Regions from separate parts of the Mus musculus genome. Here region 2 is linked to region 1. The links are chromatin contacts, called in public Micro-C maps. All regions are on one chromosome and are shown on one strand. The core of a region is the stretch at or near the end of the contact, and the rest is flanking DNA. Distances in the headings are between cores, read along the strand shown.

Region 1 (3,188 bases), core at 368-2,867:
TAGATCCTAAGGGGGGAAAAATCAGACACTATAAATCAGTGCCTGTTTTGAGCTTGTGTTGTAGAAGTGCAGTAGACAGTGGTAAGGATTAAGTTGCTTTGTTTGTGTGTGTGTGTGTGTGTGTATTGTTTGGTTGGGGTGGTATTATTGTTTGTTTAGTTTTGATTTGCTATTCAATCGGAAATAACACAATACTCTTATTTTGAAAAACTAAATAAGGGGGGAGGGTATGGGGGACTTTTGGGATAGCATTTGAAATGTAAAATAAGAAAATACCTAATTTAAAAAAAAATAATACAATGGGAAACTAGAAATGGCAACCTCTAAATTTTTTTCTGATAGTTTTTCTCATTATACAAGAATAATTTTTAAATAAATACTTGGCAGTTAAAAAAAAAAGAAAAATTTAAACTACATAAAAGCCTGCTTTCTGTGACATAGAGTTGTCTGGGGACTGTCAACAAGGAGCAGAGGACCTTGGCACCAAGCATGAAGTCTTAGTTACGTGGTAGAAAGGAAGAACTACCTCTTGCAGTGTGCCTTGAAGATCACATGTAGCCCGACATGACCATGCATGCATACCCTTAGAGAAATGTAACTTTTTTTAAACGTGGGGACAGATAGAACTGGAAGGATGAGTTCATGGTTAAGAGCAAATACTGCTCTCCCCGAGGGCTCCAGTTTCTTTCCCAACACACAGGTTGCTCAACTCATAGCCTTCTATAACTCCTACTCCCTCCTCTGGCTTCTGTGGGCACCTGCACTTACATGCAGATGCCCACACAGACACAGACACACACACACACACACACACACACACAAAGTAAATTTAAATTAATCTTTAAAAGCCTGGTAGTAGTGGACAACTCACACCTTTAGTCACGTCACAGTGCTTGGGAGGCAGGGGCAGGCAGATGTCTACAGAGTGAGTTCCAGGACAGCCAGGGCTACCCAGAGAAACCCTGTCTTGAAAAACCAATAAATGAATAAAGTAGTAATAATAGTAATCTTTTTAAAATAAAATAAACCCATTCACATACATGCTGACACTTCTCATAGAGAATATGGCTTCATCTAACCATCTCCCTGGCGTCCCTGAACTTCCTCCCATCTGCCTCTGCTGCCTTCCACATTCAGGCTTGCTTCTCCGTAGGATGCACTGTCTCTAACTGCTGGAGGAAAACAAGGGATTCCAGCCAAAATAATGCCTGGTCCTGCTTCCAAATCCTTCCTGACTTCTAGCCTAGATGCTTGGCAGGTCTAAAATTGTACTTGCCTGATATACAATTAAAGTCATTTATGTTATTATGAGAGTAAAAAGCATATTAGCAACTGTTCATGGTTTGTATTGTAAGTCTCAGATTATTTGTGTCCCAGGAGAGCTGACTAGTGACATTTACCCCACGTCATTTTCTTGACAGAAAAAAAATCCATCTCTGCTTCCTCCTGGACCCTTATCTTCTGTTCCTTATCTTTATTAGAAAGGGATTTAACCACCCCCACCCCCTTTCCAGGCCTTGTAGCTGCACTGGTCTCCATGGCCTCAGACTGGCCCCTGTCTGGCTTCCCCCTCCCCCCTCAGCCTCTGGTTTTGGTTTCAGCATTAATTGTCCCACAGGGCTTGTTAGAGATGCACATCTAGGCCCCACCCCAGGGCCAGTGAATCACAAGCTTCAGGGTGGAGCCCAGCAAGGGTGAGGGTACTGACTAGTTATCCATCCCGACAGGACTAGCTGGTGTCTGAGGCTCTCACCTTCAGCCGTGGGGTCCTCTTGCTCCTGACTCCCAGCCTGGAGTACATCTAGACCTCTTACAGTAGCCAGCCCTCCTGGATGTTTGCATAGCGGTCAGACATAAGTAATTAAGGGTCCACATAACAGCCCGTCAGCTGGCCCTGTGGTCCCTGGCTGACCTTGGTGCTGGGTGTCTCCTCTAAGATCTGTCTTATGGCTTGTGGTTTCTTCCAGCTGAAACCTCCCAGGCCTCATCAGCACTGTAAGTGCCCCAGTGAACTCACTTTCCCAACTCTAAAGTCTTTGGGTCTTTCTCAGGTTCCCCTGTCATTCCAAGTTGACCAACAATGGGATGAGTGGGGGAGGATATTTGGTCTTAATTAAAGTCAAAGGCACAAATGGCAGCCTAAAACACACTTTGGGGGTTGCTAACAACTCTAATAGCTAATCTAATCCTCTTCTCTGGTGTGTGTGTGTTTGTGTGTGTTTTCTTGTTATTGTTTTCAATTTTTAGCAAGTTGTGGGTATTAGCCACGTTGGGAATTTTTAGGAGATTCAATGTTATTGTTGTTTGGTTTAGTTTTTGATGTATGTGTGTGTGTCTGTGTGTGTTCTCTGTGTGTGTCTGTGTGTTGTTTGGCTTTGTTCTTGATTGTTGTTTCCGTTTAGCATATTGTTTTGTTTTTGTTTTTCCAAGACAAGGCTTTACTGTATAGTCCTGACTGTCCTGGAACTCACTATGTAGACTAGGCTAGCCTCGAACTCAGAGATCCCCTGCCTCTACCTCCCCAAGCTGGGACCAGAATGTGTGTACCACCATCACACGTGGCTTGGTTTGGCTTTTTTTTTTTTTTTTTTTTTTTTTTTTAAGATTTATTTATTTATTATATGTAAGTACACTGTAGCTGTCTTCAGACACACCAGAAGAGGGAGTCAGATCTCATTAGGGATGGTTGTGAGCCACCATGTGGTTGCTGGGACTTGAACTCAGGACCTTCGGAAGAGCAGTTGGGTGCTCTTACCTGCTGAGCCATCTCACCAGCCCCCGGTTTGGCTTTTTAAATCTTATATATTATTATTTTATGTGTTTGTACACTTAGGGATCAAAGAACAACTTTGGAGTCATCCTCTCCTTCTACCTTTTCCCGTGCCATCTCAAACTCAGGTCGAGTCACCTTGGCAGGCCTGGTTTTGTTGTTTTGACACAGAGTTTGACCTTGTAGCTCAGGCTAGCCTTAAACACACATCAGTCATTCCCTGCTTCCTGAGTCCTTGATGCCACGGGTGTGCATCACACCAGACTATGGGCTGTGTGTTCCTCTAAGGCTTTCTACTGTTTTCCTTTGAGGCAGTGTCTCTCCCTCAACCCGGGGTTCATGTATTTCTACAAGGCTGACAACCTGGAAGCCCCCAGACATCTTCTTGTCTCTTTGCATGCCTCCCACACATACATCA
Region 2 (3,188 bases), core at 507-3,006, 210 kb before region 1:
TCTCCGGCTTCTGGTTTGAGGTAATCTGTTTTATTTGCCCCAGATGAAGATCTTTCACAAACTCGATCTTTGGAAGCTAATGGTACAGATGGCACACTATCAACTTTTGTACTAGAAGGTGGACGAACAATGACAGATGCCACAGCAGCCTGGGACTTTCCACTACTCTTTTCCACGGGCCACTCAGCTTTCTCTCTGTTGAGGTTGTTATTAGATCTCCACATTTCCGTTAGACTCTGATCAGAAGAATTCTTAAAATTTGACTGAGAGTCTTTTGGCTCAGGAATTAGAGTTGGAGGCTTCTGAGATTCTTGAACTTTGCCACCAGCATTTACTGGCATCACCGGTGTCAGTGTTGGAGGGGAAAGGCTACTGTAGCTGCTTTCCTTTCTTTCCAAACTGTGGTGGATTGGTGGATGGAATACTGGTGCCCTGTGCAGAGCAGGCATGCTGCGGAGTGCATTAGTAGAAGAAACAGTCAGATGGGTAGGGCTCCGACAATCACTTCTGAACGTTGTTACTGAGTGAGATGCACTCTGATGGGGAAGATGGTCTGGTATCTTGCCCACTAAACTTTCACTTTCTGGTTGGTGTTTAATCAAAGGTGGAGGCTTCGAAAGAGATGATATAAAAGAATGAGTTTGAGGATTGGCTGTTGCAGAAAGGTTATTATTTTGTTTCTCAGTGTAAATGTTGGAAACTTCTTTGGATGGGTAGGATCTTGGTGGCTCATTGACCACACTATTAGATAAAGTAGTGAAGTAGTTACTCTGGGGCAAACTCTGAGGCACTGAGTGCTTCATCTTATAAATCTCTGACACGGAGCGGTCTACGTCTTTATCTTGTTTGATAGCATGGCTTTTAGGACTAGAAGATGATGGTACTACTCTGGAGTAATTCTCTCTTTCAACCTCATGACCCTTGATTTTGGTTGTAAATGGAGCCACATCAATACTCTCCTGAAGAATCCGACGATGTTCCTCCTTGTATTTGTTCAGTCTCTCTCCAGTCTCCTGGGGTGGCCTTGGACCCACAAAATGCCTATGCAAGTGACAATCTTTTCCTGCCTGTGACCTATTAAGATCCAGGTCACCTTTTACTGATGTGGATGCATTAGACCGTAATGGTTCCATAAAAGCTTTCCTCTCCAATTCTCTACAAAGAAAATACACAAAGATTCCTGTAATCACTTTTCCATACAAAATGATTTTTATGAAATGTTATTCTGTTATGAAAGCAAACAGTTTTGATAGTATTTAAAATTGGAAGATATACCAGTGTGAAAAGAACATATCCACATGTAGTGACTTATACCTATTATTGCCATTACTTGGAAGGCTGAGGCAGGAGGATTGCAATGAGTTCAATAGCAGACTGACTCAACAAGGCAAAACACAAGGAAAAGAAAAGAATCTTCAGTCTGGATTTGACACCAATTTTAAATAAACTATTTAAAAAGTGGATTGAGAAAATCATGAGCCGGGCGTGGTGGCGCATGCCTTTAATCCCAGCACTTAGGAGGCAGAGGCAGGCGGATTTCTGAGTTTGAGGCCAGCCTGATCTACAGAGTGAGTTCCAGGACAGCCAGGGCTACACAGAGAAACCCTGTCTCGAAAAACCAAAAAAAAAAAAAAAAAAAACCAAAAAAAAAAAAAAAAAAACCACGAAAGCCAAAGGCATGTGTTAAGTGTTAAACACTGGTAAGCTTACTCTTTGTGGTGATCTGCTAATGTCTTTGTCAGTGGGGGACTGGAATGCACTGTAATCTTGTGAGGTCGATGAGGCTCTGCACTGGAAGGTCTGACAGGAATGTGACTAAGTAATCCAATACCATCCGCTGAGGTCACAGGAGTGGGTTGATGTAGCCAAGGACTGGGAGAATTCTATTAGAAACAAAACCAAAAAAACCTACATTTTAGTTACCAACACAACAGAAAAACACAAACCTAAATTGTTGAGCTGGGTAGACTGTCATGTACTTAATCCTAGCACTCAAGTTTCATAGCAAGACTTCTGACCATAGTATATTTATAAAACCTGGTATTTTTAAATGAATCTGGTGAGAAATATTCAACTTTTAACCAACATTAATCATACAGTCTTTTTACATTCAACTTAAAACAAATCAACATAAAATAGTAACTTCTAAAAATATTTCTTCACTAAAAGCAGATATGAAGTGTATAAACAATGCCCACGGACCTAATTTTATGATTCCCTATGATCCTAAAACCAGAATTAGTGCTTACAACAAAACCAGAATGTTAGACCTAACATGTTATTCCACTAGAAGCAAAAATTATAATCAAGTTTGTCTGTCAATTTTTCCCATAGGGTAATTAACTTTGTAATGTAAGAGTATATGCACAACTCCCAGATCACTTCATTTAAGGCCTAAATGTGTTCGACTGTCTCTGTAAGCCAGGCCCCGTTAGGCCACTAGAGAGGGAGGCGTGGAAGCATTGACAAAGTTATGTTTTCCATAAGAGTGTGCTGTGTCTGGTAAGCTAGTACTTATATGGTGACAGTGGCATACATGTTAAAGCCCGTACCTCTAATTACATGTTTAAAAACTGTTTTCTATACTGTGACCCAATATAACTCAAGAGTGTACTTTGTAAATCTGTCATTAGGATGAGTCACACAGGAGGAAAATTCAAACCACCTTTAGTTTGACTAAAAGGAATAAACCTTTTAACTCATGTCATCAATGAAGAGTAGTTAGCACGCACCACAGAGATAGCTTAATGTAAGTTACAGTTCTAAACCTCACCAGGGAATAGTGCACAATGATGTACAAGAGAACATTAAATATAAAATGACATAGACAGAAGGCCATAGTTACATAAGATTCAATGACAATGATGAAACATTTTTTTTTCCTTATGAAGTAGCATTTAAAATCATTTCCTCATCTAGTGGCTTCTGCTTATATTATCTGATCACCCTGATTACAAACATGAAGTTACGGGATCTTTTTGCTTAAAATGTTACTTTAGTTTACACCTTTGTATTATAACTTTATATAAGTGAATAAAAACCTAACTAGAATAAAACATTTTAAAGTCTGATAAACAATCTGCTATCTCTTTTGCAGAGTTTGGAACTTTTTTTTTTTTTTTGGTTTTTCAAGACAGGGTTTCTCTGTGTAGCCCTGGCTGTCCTGGAACTCACTCTGTAGACCACGC

The links. A called contact is a pair of places that touch in the nucleus more often than the background predicts.
Region 2: a contact with region 1 is called in a Micro-C map of trophoblast stem cells, with 2.3 times the contacts expected there. The contact joins two enhancer-like sites. A contact is called at or near these places in 3 of 39 promoter capture datasets (hippocampal neurons and liver), 13 of 484 Hi-C or Micro-C datasets (the N1E-115 cell line, adipose-derived mesenchymal stem cells, cortical glia and 8 more), 11 of 115 datasets of contacts at active chromatin or transcription factors (the 230-238 cell line, astrocytes, embryonic stem cells and 6 more) and 3 of 9 other capture datasets (adipose tissue, liver and pancreatic islet).

What each region holds. Positions count from the first base shown.
Region 1 is chr10:67,015,515-67,018,702 of GRCm38.p6, reverse strand. All of the region lies in intron 6 of Reep3 (receptor accessory protein 3), which reads left to right. The region is part of intron 1 of Gm31763 (predicted gene, 31763); the gene reads right to left. Among named protein-coding and RNA genes, the nearest start is that of Gm31763, 12 kb to the right of the region's middle. Within about 2 kb of position 1,617, at least 46 of the 459 cell types and tissues checked have an H3K27ac peak or open chromatin away from gene starts, as enhancers often do. A contact at or near this core is called in adipose-derived mesenchymal stem cells and trophoblast stem cells, where this site is marked.
Region 2 is chr10:67,222,704-67,225,891 of GRCm38.p6, reverse strand. It overlaps Jmjd1c (jumonji domain containing 1C), which reads right to left. Exons shown (of 26, transcript NM_207221.3): 9 at 1,711-1,883; 10 at 1-1,155. Among named protein-coding and RNA genes, the nearest start is that of Nrbf2, 61 kb to the left of the region's middle. Within about 2 kb of position 1,756, at least 33 of the 459 cell types and tissues checked have an H3K27ac peak or open chromatin away from gene starts, as enhancers often do. A contact at or near this core is called in adipose-derived mesenchymal stem cells and trophoblast stem cells, where this site is marked.